Linked DNA regions of Sus scrofa: regions 1, 3 and 4 are each linked to region 2. A link is a contact called in public HiChIP or PLAC-seq and promoter capture Hi-C data. All regions are on one chromosome and are shown on one strand. The core of a region is the stretch at or near the end of the contact, and the rest is flanking DNA. Distances in the headings are between cores, read along the strand shown.

Region 1 (3,271 bases), core at 255-2,754, 490 kb after region 2:
TTGGTTACTGAGAGAATGAATGTATATGATTGGTGAATCCAGCATTTTCTCTGTTAGTCTCCTGAGTAAGTTGGGAAAGTATTTTTCTGTGTGCTTTTTACAAGCTTTGTGTGTATAAAGAGTATAAAGTTGTATGTACTGTATCCATTTGATCAACTGTACATATGTTACAAAAGAATCCAAATATTTATTATTTCTTTGTAAGTTAACTATTTAAAATCTCTTTAAAATAATAATGTAAAATTTCTGTAGATACTTAAGACATGATTTAGATCTAAATGAGAAGATTTATGGAAGTGAATGTATTAGAATTGTAAACTTTTTGTACTGAAAACCAGACTGTATCATTTTTAGAAATACTCATTTCCATTTGTTTCTCAAAATTGTTAATCTGTTGCTACTATGTATTCTGGATACTTAGCATAATATTATGGATTTGGCATTATTCTTTTTTAAAAAAATAATCTCTGTCCCCTTTTTTATGCTTTTACTTATTAACAAGACCAATATCATTACTACATATTTGATAGTTCTGTCCTGTCTTCCGCTCCTGTGTGCTTACAATTTATAAGTTTTTTTAAAAATAGCTTTGGTATTTCAGGAACGAAAAAAAAGTAAGATGAGAAAGGATATTCAAATAAGTAGTGTGATATTTTTAAAAATCAGCCTATAATAGAAAAAATAAAATTTGGAATTATTTTTTTTATGTGACTTCAGAATATAACCTGGCTAGAAATACACAGGAGAAATGTTCGTAAGTCATATAACCTGGTTATCTTTTCCAAGAGTTGTTACGAATAAGAAAAAAAATTCTCAAAGAAGTCTTAATGATTTTTGCACTGAAGGTGCATTTTCAGTAACTAATTGGTATGTGTCCTGATCTTTGAACAAAACCCTTGATTATAATGTGTGCTGTTCCTCTTGTTATTTTTAGTCTTCATTGTGTAGGAAATACACAAATGGAGACTCTGACTTTAGCTTAGCAGTTATTCATAAACAAGGCCATGCCATTTCAGATTTTAGGAAGGACTAGTCACCATAACTATGTGGGAAACCCATTGTAAAAGCTTCACTTAAAATAAATCAGTGTGTGTATGCTTAGAAAATGACCAAGAGTTGGCAAAGTGCAGATGGATGCTGCCGTATTGCCCTGGACCTTTTTACCTTGGTGCTCATTGTGGCCTTTGTCTTGAGAGTGATGCTTAGAGAATGCATCTGTTGCATATGGCACAGGACTGCCCATGAGTATAGACTTCCCTTGCTATCACATAAGTGCTCTGATTTCTAAGTTACATTTAAGGCTGTGTCCTTGATAAGGATGGCATTTCCCATAACTGATTGGGGTTCTTCAAGGGGGTTGTTCTCTGAGTGTCCTGGAGAAAGTGTAGAAGATATTCCTGAATGGTGTCAGTTTACTTTTTCTCTAAGAAGGGCAATGCCCTTGAGTTCCCTTTGCTTTAATTGGGTATGAGCCATATTGCTGTACTGCTTTTAGACCCAAGACATCAGCATATCTGAACTGGACCTTGAGTGGGTATCAGATACGCCCAAAACTCCTCCAAGGCCAAGCTCAGTTGACATTTAGAACTCAGGCTTTAGGACTTATAAATGTCCAGTGACACACTTTGATAAGCCAGGAATTAAACCACATTCACTGAAATATCAAAACAGATCATAAGGTTTGTGTTATTTGTTCAGAAATTATACCCTTGATTTTAAAGGCAGCTTTGTCTTTACATGATCCTTTTTGGACAAGAAGTAAAATTTTCAAGTGATTTAAAGAAAAAGTTTTAGGAGAAAGAAAATTCAAGTATGATATATTAATATAATCACTGGATTACCAGATTTCATATACCCATGCAATATACATACAGAATATAGTAGGAAAAAAGAGGTAATTACTATTTCTCTAGATGCTTTCCTGCAAATTTTTCCTGAAAGAACACAAGTGGACATATTCTTTTAAATGAATGGTGGTTATCTATTAACTCCGGATTTTCTTTCTCTTTCTCCGTTTTTCACCTTTCATTTCATTATATTACCCTGCATCTCCCTTTTCTTTTATTTTTGTTTATGTTAAAATGCCACTTCCCTTTTTTAATTACTTTTTACCCAGACACTTCTGAAGTTGATTTATTTGTTATTAATGCTCCATACACTCCAGTGCCAGATCCCACTCCCATGATGCCACCAGTGGGAGTTCAGGCTTCCATTCTGAGTCATGACACCATAAGGATCACGTGGGCGGACAACTCACTGCCCAAACACCAGAAGATTACAGACTCCCGGTACTACACAGTACGATGGAAAACCAACATCCCAGCAAACACCAAATACAAGGTACTGGCACATTTGCTCTGGGTAAGAAAAACTAATTATTGATGTTTTCTAATTCTGAAGTTCCTAATTCATATGTTTCCAGAATGCTAATGCAACAACTTTGAGTTATTTGGTGACTGGTTTAAAACCAAATACACTCTATGAATTCTCTGTGATGGTGACCAAAGGTCGAAGGTCAAGCACATGGAGTATGACAGCCCATGGGACCACTTTTGAATTAGGTATGTGTTGTCAGAACTTTTATGTTACATGGCATCTCATCTCTTTGTAAGATGTGAAAGCTAAGGAAAGTCTGTGCTCATGTTGTGCCACATTCCAAGTCCTGAGACTTCTCATCACTTCTCTTTACTACCCAGAATTGAGTGCATGAAAGAATTCAGTGTATTAATTGACCTATTTACGGAGCATAGCAATCAACTACAGCTAGAGTTAGGTGTTTGCTTTTTCAGCTGATGAATTATGCTTTTTCATCATTTTACAAGAACATTAGCAAATAACAGGACAGTGTAATGCAAAGTATGCTAGATTTTAGGAATCAAGAGACTTGAGTTCAATCCCAGGTTAACTGTCTACTGAGTGTGTGATCATAAGCAAGTCATCCAGCCCATCTGCATCTGTTTCTTCCATCTATAAACAAGGGGCAATCTTTGCCTTTCTTACTTCATAGAGTAAAATAAAGTACCCTATAATTAAAGCCCATGGTAAATTATAAAACACAGTATAGATGTAAGGGATCATGGTCATTAATCTTGCCTTACTGGGAAATTGAGATAAAAAAGATGAAGTGACCTGCGCTTCACCAAGCAGCCGCCAGTGCCATGCTTGCTAGAGCCTCCGCACTTTAACAGGGCCCCCCAAAGCTGCCCTAGCAGCTTTCTTGCAAACAAGTAAGTGTCTTATAAAAATATCCTACTGGAGTATTATTAATTCT
Region 2 (3,061 bases), core at 5-2,504:
AAGCAGACACATACTAGATAACATGAATTATTTCATTTAATTTTCAGGATAGCCTGCACTATCCTTCCTGGCCCCAATACTCATAGGAACTAGTAGAGTCTGGGTAGAAGGCTTGCTCTTTGATTGATGCGTTTGAGGTGATGGCAAGATAGTCAACTCAGACTGAGACAAGATATTAGTGTAAAGGGAAAAATTACTTACATGCAGGAGGGGAATACAAAGAAAGGAGGCACTGTGATTTGGAAGAACCCTAAATATGCAATGTCACTGAAGTCAGGGGAAAAGAGTTTCAAGAAGGGCGTGCTTAACGCGTGGAAGGCTGCAGAGAGTGGACACTGAAGACTAAAAAAGGCAGCTGAATATGAGAAGCAACAAGTCAGCCGTAAGCTTTGAGAGAGAAGTTTCAGCAGAATAGTGTTCTCCAGACTCCGGCATCAAAGGACTACGCCATTACGGAGGGGGAAGCAAGACAGCTAACGGCAGCGACCACTCCTTTTTAAGTAGTTCAGCAGCAAGGGGAAGAACGCTGCCAGAGTAGTAAAATGAAGCATCTCTGACTGCAAAAGAGCGGTCGCTAGAGGAGCAGGTATTGGAATAAAAGAGGCTCGAACTTTAAGCAGTCAGGCTGAGCGGGATTTGCAAGAGTCGATTAGGCTGGTCCTACAGAGACAAGAAGGGCGCAGAGCCAGCCTAGAGGAAAAAGCAGTCTGTTGAGTCCCTGCAGCGGTGACGGATGGGGCTAGTCCCAAAAGTCCAACGCTTCTCGCCAAGGAGGCAGCGTGGACACTAGCGCCGAGGGGCCTCCAGCTGACCTCTGGGAACCTGTTTCTGCGCCGGCTCTACTTCCCAGCTCCCAAGCCGCCTGACGTCTGCCAAGGAGGCCAGGAGCGCCCGCGCCTCCTGGAGAGGCCCACAGAGGCAGACCTCGCAGGCACTCACCCCACGGCCACACGGCGCCAGCTCCGGGCCGGCCGCACGATGAGCGCGTCCCAGGCGGCTGCCAACCGGCCCTCAGGGGAGCCAGGTCCCAGGGGCGAGGGTACAGGCCCCAGCTGCAGCGAGTTCCACAGCGAGCGCAGCGCCGACCCCGGCAGCTGCGGCTCCAGCAGAAAGACGCAGCCCACCGCCAGCGCGAAGAAGCCGGCATACACTGAGCCGCGCCACAGCGCCATGGGAACGGAGGCGCTGGAGCAGCGATGTACAGCTCCCTTCCCGGCCCGCGCCTCTTCCGGGCTCTGCGTGCGCCGACGTCAACACGCGCGTCACGTCACGCCGGCGCGCCGAAGTCCTTTGGAGGGGCGGGGTGAGGGCGGGGGATGGGCGTGGCAGAGGAGCGGAAAACTGTCTTTCTCGGTCCAAATCCTGGCACTTGGGGGCGCTGTTCGGCGGCTCTGGGGGAGGTTGGACAAAGGCAGCAGTACAGGTCTGAGCGCTGTACCCCTTTCCAGAACTCCTCCAGTACCCCCAAAATAGAGGAACAAGGATACGTTTGTTTTCCCAGTAAGATGAAACAGATGGATTTTTTTATTACTCAAATGAATTTATCGCATCTGAAACAGATGGATTTTGAAGTCGCGGGTAAATCTCATGTTACTCTTTGAGCCAGTCTGCATCCCCAGTTGAGCTACGCCTGAAGTTCCTCAGAGGGTGCACAAATCACACTCTCCTCGCACCCTCCCTCCCCCTCCGTTTTAATCTGTTCCTAAGCCGGTCTGTCTATCATCCATTGTTTATAAAACTCATGCTTTTTCAGGCCGGGCGCTTGGCGCTCTCCGAAGGAATCAGATGGCAGCAGCGCTGCTGCGAGCCCTTGGGGCGCGCATGGCGTGGGGTGGGGGGAATGATCTTTTGTCCCTCTGGAGGGTGGTCGACCACCCTCTGTACCGGATCTGTACAGAGTCTGAGTAGATCCTGCAGTGACGGTCCTCGCTGGACGATCAGATTCAAACCTTAAAGTAATCCTTTTGGGGGCGCTGTTCCCTTTAACAATTTCAGAAAATGCGCAAATGTACACAATCTTGTGTAGCACATAAGCGGAGTTCGGACCTGGGTTATCTCCTCTTTTCTTTGGGTTAATATGACCTAAACCCAACAGGCCCTGTCTTCATCGTGACTCTTCTATGTGTGAGCCTAGGTTGGGAGCCAGTGAAGCTAGGCTTGCTGCCAGCTCGTTCTCAGCAGCCATCACAACCGGCCTGGTCTTGTTCCCTGGCCTGTTTCCATTTTTCCAGTTCTGCTGGCTCCTGACCATCCTGACCTGGCTCTGTGTCCGATTTTCCACTCTGCCCCAACCTTTGGACTTGGCAGTGGATCTTTATTTCTCTAACTTTGATCTTGAGCATTAGGCTTCATTTCCCCCAGCCCGGTATCACCAGCATTTCCCTATCCTGGTCATCTCCCCTCCCCTGGCTCACCCCACCCAGCTCACCTGACCACAGCAGCTGCTTCAAAGGAGGTGTTCACACAGGATGAGATTTGGGCTCCATAGAAAAGAAAGAAGACAAGGAGCCTGTGAGATCTGTGTGATGCTGTCTTCCCTAGAGTTGCCTGTCCCTTCTCTCTCTTCAAGGAGACAAGTCAATTAGTTACCAGAAAAACCCCTCCCCCAGGTGACCCCAGGTGGGCAGGTTTTCCTACCACCCCAGGGTTGACTGAACCAGCACTTAACTTAAAAGTAGTGAATCCACTGGCTGGCAAGAGATCATTTCTCTTTTCTGAGAATTCGACCCAAGAGTCAAAGAGCCTGTAACTAGTTGGTGCTGGTTGTGGACCTGCAAAGTCACATAAGGTTGATGATCAGATAGCACCAATTAAATATATTTCCAAGGTGAAGTTGTGAGGGGAGCAGAGACAGCTGTATTGTGGGAAGACCAGGGAGTCGACAGGATTAGCAGAGCAGGGATGTGCTCTACACCAAAGAGATGTGAAGAGGAGTTCCCGTCGTGGAGCGGTGGTTAACGAATCCGACTAGGAACCTTGAGGTTGTGGGTTCGGTCCCTGCCCTTGCTCAGTGGGTTAACGATCCGGCGTTGCTGTGAGCTGTGGTGTAGGTTGCAGACGC
Region 3 (2,942 bases), core at 363-2,862, 460 kb after region 2:
TGTTGTATTTTCATTTCCATCCAGTTAAAAATATTTGAATTTTTTCTTGTGATTTCTTCTTTAACCTATCAGTTATTTAAGAGTGGGTTGTTTGATTTCAAGATTTTGAGATTTTTCCAGATCTCTTTGAATATTTTGGGGCTCTGTAGTTAGGTATATTTGCATTTATAATTGTTACGTTCAAAGAAGAAATACATAAGTCAGTGATGATAGTTGGAGATTTCAATATCCTACTCTCAAAAACTGATAAAACAATTAGAAAAGATTAGAAAGAGTATAGAAGGATTGAACAATCCTGTCAACCAACTTGACCTAGCTGATATCATGCAGCCTCCACCCAACAACTACAGAGTCTTTTCAAGCACATATGGAACAATTACTGGAATAGACTATATGCTGGGACACAAAACAGTCTCAGGACATTTTAGTAGACTGAAATCATACAAAGTATGTCTCCGACCTTAACAAAATTAAATTAGATATCCACAGCAGGCCTGTTCTTTGTCTGGGGCTTAAAGTTTTCCCTTCCTATGAAAGTGGTATATCCTACAACTCAGGGTTTTTCTCCTGTAACACGTACTGCATGTTCAGGCATCCATCCTGGGCCCTTGCATTGCCTTTGTAGGACTTTGGGGCCTGAGGAGCTGACAAAAACAAACATGAGTCTCTGATTATTGCCATCACCCTGAGTGGCACAACCAGAACTAGAACTCCTATTGACTAAATCCAGGAGCCCTTAAACTAAAAAACAAGGTTGGTTTTAACACTCCACCTCTTACTATCTGTGACCTAAAACAAATGAATAGCCTTTTTAAATGTCAGTCTCCATATATAATGTAGAGGTGGAATGATAGTACGTATTTCATAGAGTTGTAAGTCTAGAGCAGGAGGGCCATCTAGAAAGGGCTCAATGTCTAGAGACCTTACGTGATCTTCCTCTGCCTTTCCCTGGCATATTTATTTAGACTTCCTCACTTCAAAATAGTCTCTCATAGTTCACAGATATTCTTAGGAGGTTGTTGTCCTACCTTTTCATTGAAAACTAAGTCCAGAATTTTCATGTTTTCCACTCTGCCACTCTTCTTCCAGTTTCCCCATTAAGTTTACAATACAATTCTAATGAATTACTTCAGTTGAAAATTGTGAGATTAAAAATACTTTCTCCAAGGTGAAGATTTTTGGTTCAGTATTAGGAATGGAATTCTAAAATCTGAAGTGTCCCACAACAGAATGGACTGACTCCAGGCATACAGGCAAAGTCTTTTGACTAACAGAACTTTGAGTTGCCATCGCTTCATTTGTCCCATCCTGTTCCTTAGGTCTGCAGGCTGTCATAATATATTAAATTGGCAGCAATGACTATACAAACATATATGCTACCCAATAAGTATTGTATTTTTGTAGCTTTGGAATTTTCAATTTGTGATATTACACTGTCACAGTTAAATGAAATGATAAAATGGCAGATGAACTATAACTTAGAGAAGTGAGAAAGGCTGGCAAACTTCCCTTGGTACTGACAAATACAGAGAGCAGACTTTAATACTAGACTCCAGCTGAAGATGTGGGTCTCGAATCTCCTGTAGAGCTAAATAAAGACACACACAGCTCTGCAATGAGACGATAATAGTCTGGGGCCTGTGTTGAGTGTAACCAGGCTCATGCACTCTACACATATCATTCCATATTTTGATAAAGTGGAAGAAAATATTGAGGTTTTATCATATGTAAGACTTTTATGTACAGAGTTCAACAGATGTTGCATGCTGCTTTCAGGATTAAAGAAAGCTACTTGGGTACTGCTCTGTCCTGTGAGATGTTTTATTCTCAGCTGTCACCCTCTGTGTCCCTTGCCCACAACCATTATAATGACCAGAAAGTGTGCTTGCTCTGCAGTGATGTGTCTTGAATAGTGCCCATTAGTTTTCAGTATTTACCCCTGGCCTGCATGTTAGCCTTCAGTTTAATGGCCTTTTTTATGTTCATTCATTTTATTTTATTTCCCATCGTGGTTTTGTTTATTTTTTTGTTTTTTGTTTTTTCTGTTCTCTTTTTTAAAACCGTCGTGGTTTGCCCTTCATATTCCCCAATGTTTGCACATGACAAGATGTTGCCATCCCAACATTACCTCCCACTTCACTGACCAGTGCCACTACTGACCATCTAGCACCAGCCACAACTGGACCACTGCCTTCAGCTCCTCGGGATGTCGTGGCTTCCCTGGTCTCTACACGCTTCATCAAATTGACATGGCGGACACCTGCATCAGATCCTCATGGGGACAACCTTACCTACTCTGTCTTCTACACCAAGGAGGGGATTGCTAGGTAAGTGCCTGTATATCTGGAGCCCATTCGTTGCATCTTGCCTACCCATGTCAGTTGTGCCCAACGTAACTCTTTGCTATGCAGAATATGTACCAACTTTCAGTCCAGAAAATAGCACCAAGATGCTTCTTAGGAAATTGTAGGTCATTAAAAGTAAATTCCCAAATAGACTGAAGCCCTGGTATTCTTTCATGCCTTTCTCAGATGACTTGGGGAAGGGATAAATAGAGCAATTTAGGTGGAAGTATTAAAATATAACCAAGGCTACCTGTTTTTCAGAAAGATTCGGTCAAGCACAACCTATAGCATATATCTTATGTGGCACTTTCAGATTCTAGAAGTTAAGGTAGTTGCTAAAGTAATCTCAATGTATATCTGCCTGCACCCTGTGCTTATGTGGGCGGCTTAGCTCGGGAGGGTCTCCTCGATGACACAGGAGTACTTAGTGACTCATTTTCCTAAAATAAGATTTTCATTAAATTTGTCTCCATCTCCACATCTTTCAGGAACTCACGTTGCCTCCCCATTGCTTTTAGAGACTTTCCAGAATGACCAGGCTGCTTTACTCCATAGTCTACCTTTATTTTCTCTTCCCAGCCTCATTTTCCTTTAACC
Region 4 (3,006 bases), core at 403-2,902, 280 kb after region 2:
TATTAACATTTGCCAGGCAATTTATAGTTTCCAAAGCGCTTTCTCATTAATTATCTCGGAAAACGGAATAATGATGTGATTATTAAAGGTTAATTAAGCAAATACTTGTGAAGTAATTGGGAGGTAATCTATTTCTAATTTAACAGGTCAATCAGGGGTATTTAGGAAATATTTTTGCCGGTTAACAACTCTAACCAAAACAAAAAGATATTTAAATTGTTTCCTTAGTGGAAAACAATAAGCCAGTGTTTGCTCTTTTAAGAGTCAATTGTTTTAAAGGGTTCCTGATTCCGCCGTTTTGATGATTTGAGACGTTCTATGAAGATTCTGAGTTTATCCTTCCCAATGTAACGCAAACCTTACACTGCTTTTTGCCACTTCAGGATAAAAAATAATCTGAGGACGGTAATTACGAGAAGGCACAGAGGGACGTGGAAGTCAGACAACTAGCCATCTACTCGTGGAAAGCAACATGTTTTGGCTATTGACTATATAGAACGGTGAATTAAAACCCAATTCATATTAACAATCAAACATGACACTCCAAGTGCATAATGATACAAAGAAATTTTCTCTAAATATTTTCTATGAGTGCAGCTTATAACACTGTCAGTATTCTCATCAGCAGTCTGACTACACAACTGCTTTTCCCTAACTTTGGGTAGCCTGGGCGCTGCCTCACAATTACCAAGTGGTTTAAAATCACTCCCCTCCTGCTCCCAGTTTACCAGCGAAGAGACGTGATTTCCAGGTACGAAAATGCGAGGTGACCCGCAAAAATAGAGGTGAAAGGTCTCAGTTACAGTCCGAGGACCAGCCGCTGGGAGTCACGGGGCTCGGCCCGGGCCCCCGCACTGGCTTCAGGAGTGGACACCGGGCACCTTTGTCTGTGCCCTGCTTCCCTGGACGCCGGCCGAGAGCCGTGGGTGGGGGCGCGGGCCCCGCAGTCCGGGCGGGCCCGGCTCTGTCCCCGGGAAGCTCGCGGCGAGGGCGGCCCGGCCGGGAAGCGGGAGGTCAGCGGCGACGCGGCGGGCCGCCTCCCACGGGAGCCGCGCCAGGTCCCAGCAAGAGCCGGGTGGGATCGCTATTGTTTTTGGCCAGCATATAAATCCCCGCGCCGACCCTCTGCGCACCCAGGTTTCCTCCCGGAGACCATTTGGTTTCCTTTGAGGCCCTATATAGAGGCCCTAGGCCCAGGCTGAAGAGAGGTGCGCGTCCGCTCAGGCCTCCCGGACAAGCCCGGGCTCGGAGCGTCCCTCGCTCTCAGGTCTCTGCAGCCCGAGGCGTCTAGGCAGGTGAGGGAAAGGGAGGGGGGAAAGGTGGTGAGAGGATTTCTGCCGGTTCTGGAAGCAAGAGAGGCGGGGGCGCGCGGGGGCTAGGAGGAGGAGGAGGAGGAGGAGGATCCGCTTCTCCGGGGTTTCCCTGACGCCAGCAGCAGCACTCGGCGCGCGCGCCCCGCGCCGGTCCTCGGCTCCCGGGAGAAGGGGGAGGGGATCGGGCCCGCCGACTCGGCCCGCGAGGCGGCAGCCGGGATTGGAGCGAGGGCGGGCCGCGCGCCCAGCCGATGGGGTGCGGGCGAGGGAGGCGCGCGCCTGCGCGTGCGCGGGGGTGCGCGCCCCGGGTCCCCGCCCCCCACCCCCGCCGCCCGCGGTCTCCGCCCCCCTCGCGCTGGTGTGTGGAGCCGGAGTCGGCGGCGGGTGGCGGCGCCTGGAACCTGGAGACCGACCGACCCCCCCCCCCCCGCCTCGCCACGGAATGTACTGACTCCCCCCCTTGCCTCCCCTCTCCGCCCCCCTGCAGGAGGGAGGCGCCCCCGAGTCTCCCCTCCCGCGAGAGGGGCCGCGAGGGCCGGGCCGAGCCGGGCTGGAGCAGCAGCGGCGGCGGCGGCCGTGGGAGCCGAGCCTGCAGCGAGGGACCGGCTGAGGCGCGCGGGAGGGAAGGAGGCGAGGGTTCCGCGGCGCTGCGGCGGCCGCCGCCGCCGCTCGCGGGGAAGAGATGGCGGCGGAGCGGGGAGCCCGGCGACTCCTCAGCACCTCCTCTTTCTGGCTCTGCTGCCTGCTGCTGCTTGGGCGCCGGGCGTCGGGCGCCGCGGCCACCAGGAGCGGCTCTCCACCGCAGTCCCCAGGTAAGCAGCGGCCGCGGGGTGCGGGCCCGGGCGGCGCGGGGTGGGGGCGGGGGCGCGGCATCGGTACCGCCGGCGGCGGCAGCGGCAGCTACGGTGTTTTTGTTTAGGCTCCAGGAGGAAACGTGCAGAACTTCTCTCCCTGGTCCCGGGTTGTGGAGGAGAAAGGGGGTCGTGCAGGGTGGAGAGTGAAGTGGGCAGGCGGGGGCGCCGCCGGAGGAGGAGAGGCCGTGGGGGCGCGTCGGGGGCTCCAGGGTCTAGTTCTGCGCTTTGTACCCGGAGGCAGGTTCACCCCTCGCCTCCCTCCCCTCCCCCAGGCTCATCCCACTTGTAAGAGTGGGACATTCTTGTGCTCACACAAGCACCAGTAGAGGCCACTACACACCTCATTAAATAAACAATCGTACGGCCAATTCATTAATTTTCAGGAAAGGAAGGGGGAGGGGGGCTTGAACTCCGCATTCTCTGGCCAGGGATTTCCCAGGGAAGCTCTGGTTGATCTCGGGGGACTACTCGTGCGGGATTTGTAGCCCAGAGGCTGCGGAAGAGAGAGTGTGTCAGAGGGACACAATTGTCCCCTCATAATCAGTGGTGTTGACTTAACGATGAGGGCGCCTTGGAGAACAGCTCTAAGTGATTATATCTGTTAGTGTTTCCGTTATGAAAATGCCTCATCTTTCCTGGGGATTACAACTATATTTACAGCCTATTAACCGCTCTTAACCTAGGGAATTGTCTAAGCATCGGATTTTAAGTACTTGTACATTGTTTTCAAGTGGCAATATCTAAATATATTTAGCCGTAAAGCCATTTTCGGTTTTTTTTTTTTATATCATAGATTATTGAAATCGCCTGCATTCCCACTTACTTAAGGGGACCAATTA

What was found. Promoter capture Hi-C pulls out the DNA fragments that hold promoters and counts their contacts. HiChIP or PLAC-seq counts read pairs in DNA pulled down with a chosen protein or histone mark.
Region 1: an H3K27ac HiChIP or PLAC-seq map of skeletal muscle shows a contact between it and region 2, with 15 times the contacts expected there. The contact joins the enhancer-like site here to the promoter of ADPGK in region 2. A contact is called at or near these places in 3 of 5 promoter capture datasets (fetal liver, fetal skeletal muscle and liver), 13 of 47 Hi-C or Micro-C datasets (alveolar macrophages, brain, embryonic fibroblasts and 7 more) and 2 of 2 datasets of contacts at active chromatin or transcription factors (alveolar macrophages and skeletal muscle).
Region 3: an H3K27ac HiChIP or PLAC-seq map of skeletal muscle shows a contact between it and region 2. The contact joins the enhancer-like site here to the promoter of ADPGK in region 2. A contact is called at or near these places in 1 of 5 promoter capture datasets (fetal skeletal muscle), 4 of 47 Hi-C or Micro-C datasets (embryonic fibroblasts, liver and skeletal muscle) and 2 of 2 datasets of contacts at active chromatin or transcription factors (alveolar macrophages and skeletal muscle).
Region 4: a promoter capture Hi-C map of liver shows a contact between it and region 2, with 11 times the contacts expected there. The contact joins the promoter of NEO1 here to the promoter of ADPGK in region 2. A contact is called at or near these places in 2 of 5 promoter capture datasets (fetal liver and liver), 6 of 47 Hi-C or Micro-C datasets (heart right ventricle, liver and skeletal muscle) and 2 of 2 datasets of contacts at active chromatin or transcription factors (alveolar macrophages and skeletal muscle).

Annotation. Positions count from the first base shown.
Region 1 is chr7:60,094,189-60,097,459 of Sscrofa11.1, reverse strand. It overlaps NEO1 (neogenin), which reads left to right. Exons shown (of 28, transcript XM_021099093.1): 17 at 2,117-2,340; 18 at 2,423-2,561. Among named protein-coding and RNA genes, the nearest start is that of HCN4, 85 kb to the right of the region's middle. Within about 2 kb of position 1,504, at least 1 of the 83 cell types and tissues checked has an H3K27ac peak or open chromatin away from gene starts, as enhancers often do. A contact at or near this core is called in skeletal muscle, where this site is marked.
Region 2 is chr7:60,582,231-60,585,291 of Sscrofa11.1, reverse strand. It overlaps ADPGK (ADP-dependent glucokinase), which reads right to left and starts at 1,254. Exons shown (of 7, transcript XM_021099100.1): 1 at 940-1,254. The coding sequence starts at 1,172.
Region 3 is chr7:60,124,176-60,127,117 of Sscrofa11.1, reverse strand. NEO1 (neogenin) reads left to right here. Exons shown (of 28, transcript XM_021099093.1): 8 at 2,168-2,327. Among named protein-coding and RNA genes, the nearest start is that of HCN4, 120 kb to the right of the region's middle. Within about 2 kb of position 1,612, at least 2 of the 83 cell types and tissues checked have an H3K27ac peak or open chromatin away from gene starts, as enhancers often do. A contact at or near this core is called in skeletal muscle, where this site is marked.
Region 4 is chr7:60,298,538-60,301,543 of Sscrofa11.1, reverse strand. It overlaps NEO1 (neogenin), which reads left to right and starts at 1,652. Exons shown (of 28, transcript XM_021099093.1): 1 at 1,652-2,125. The coding sequence starts at 1,996.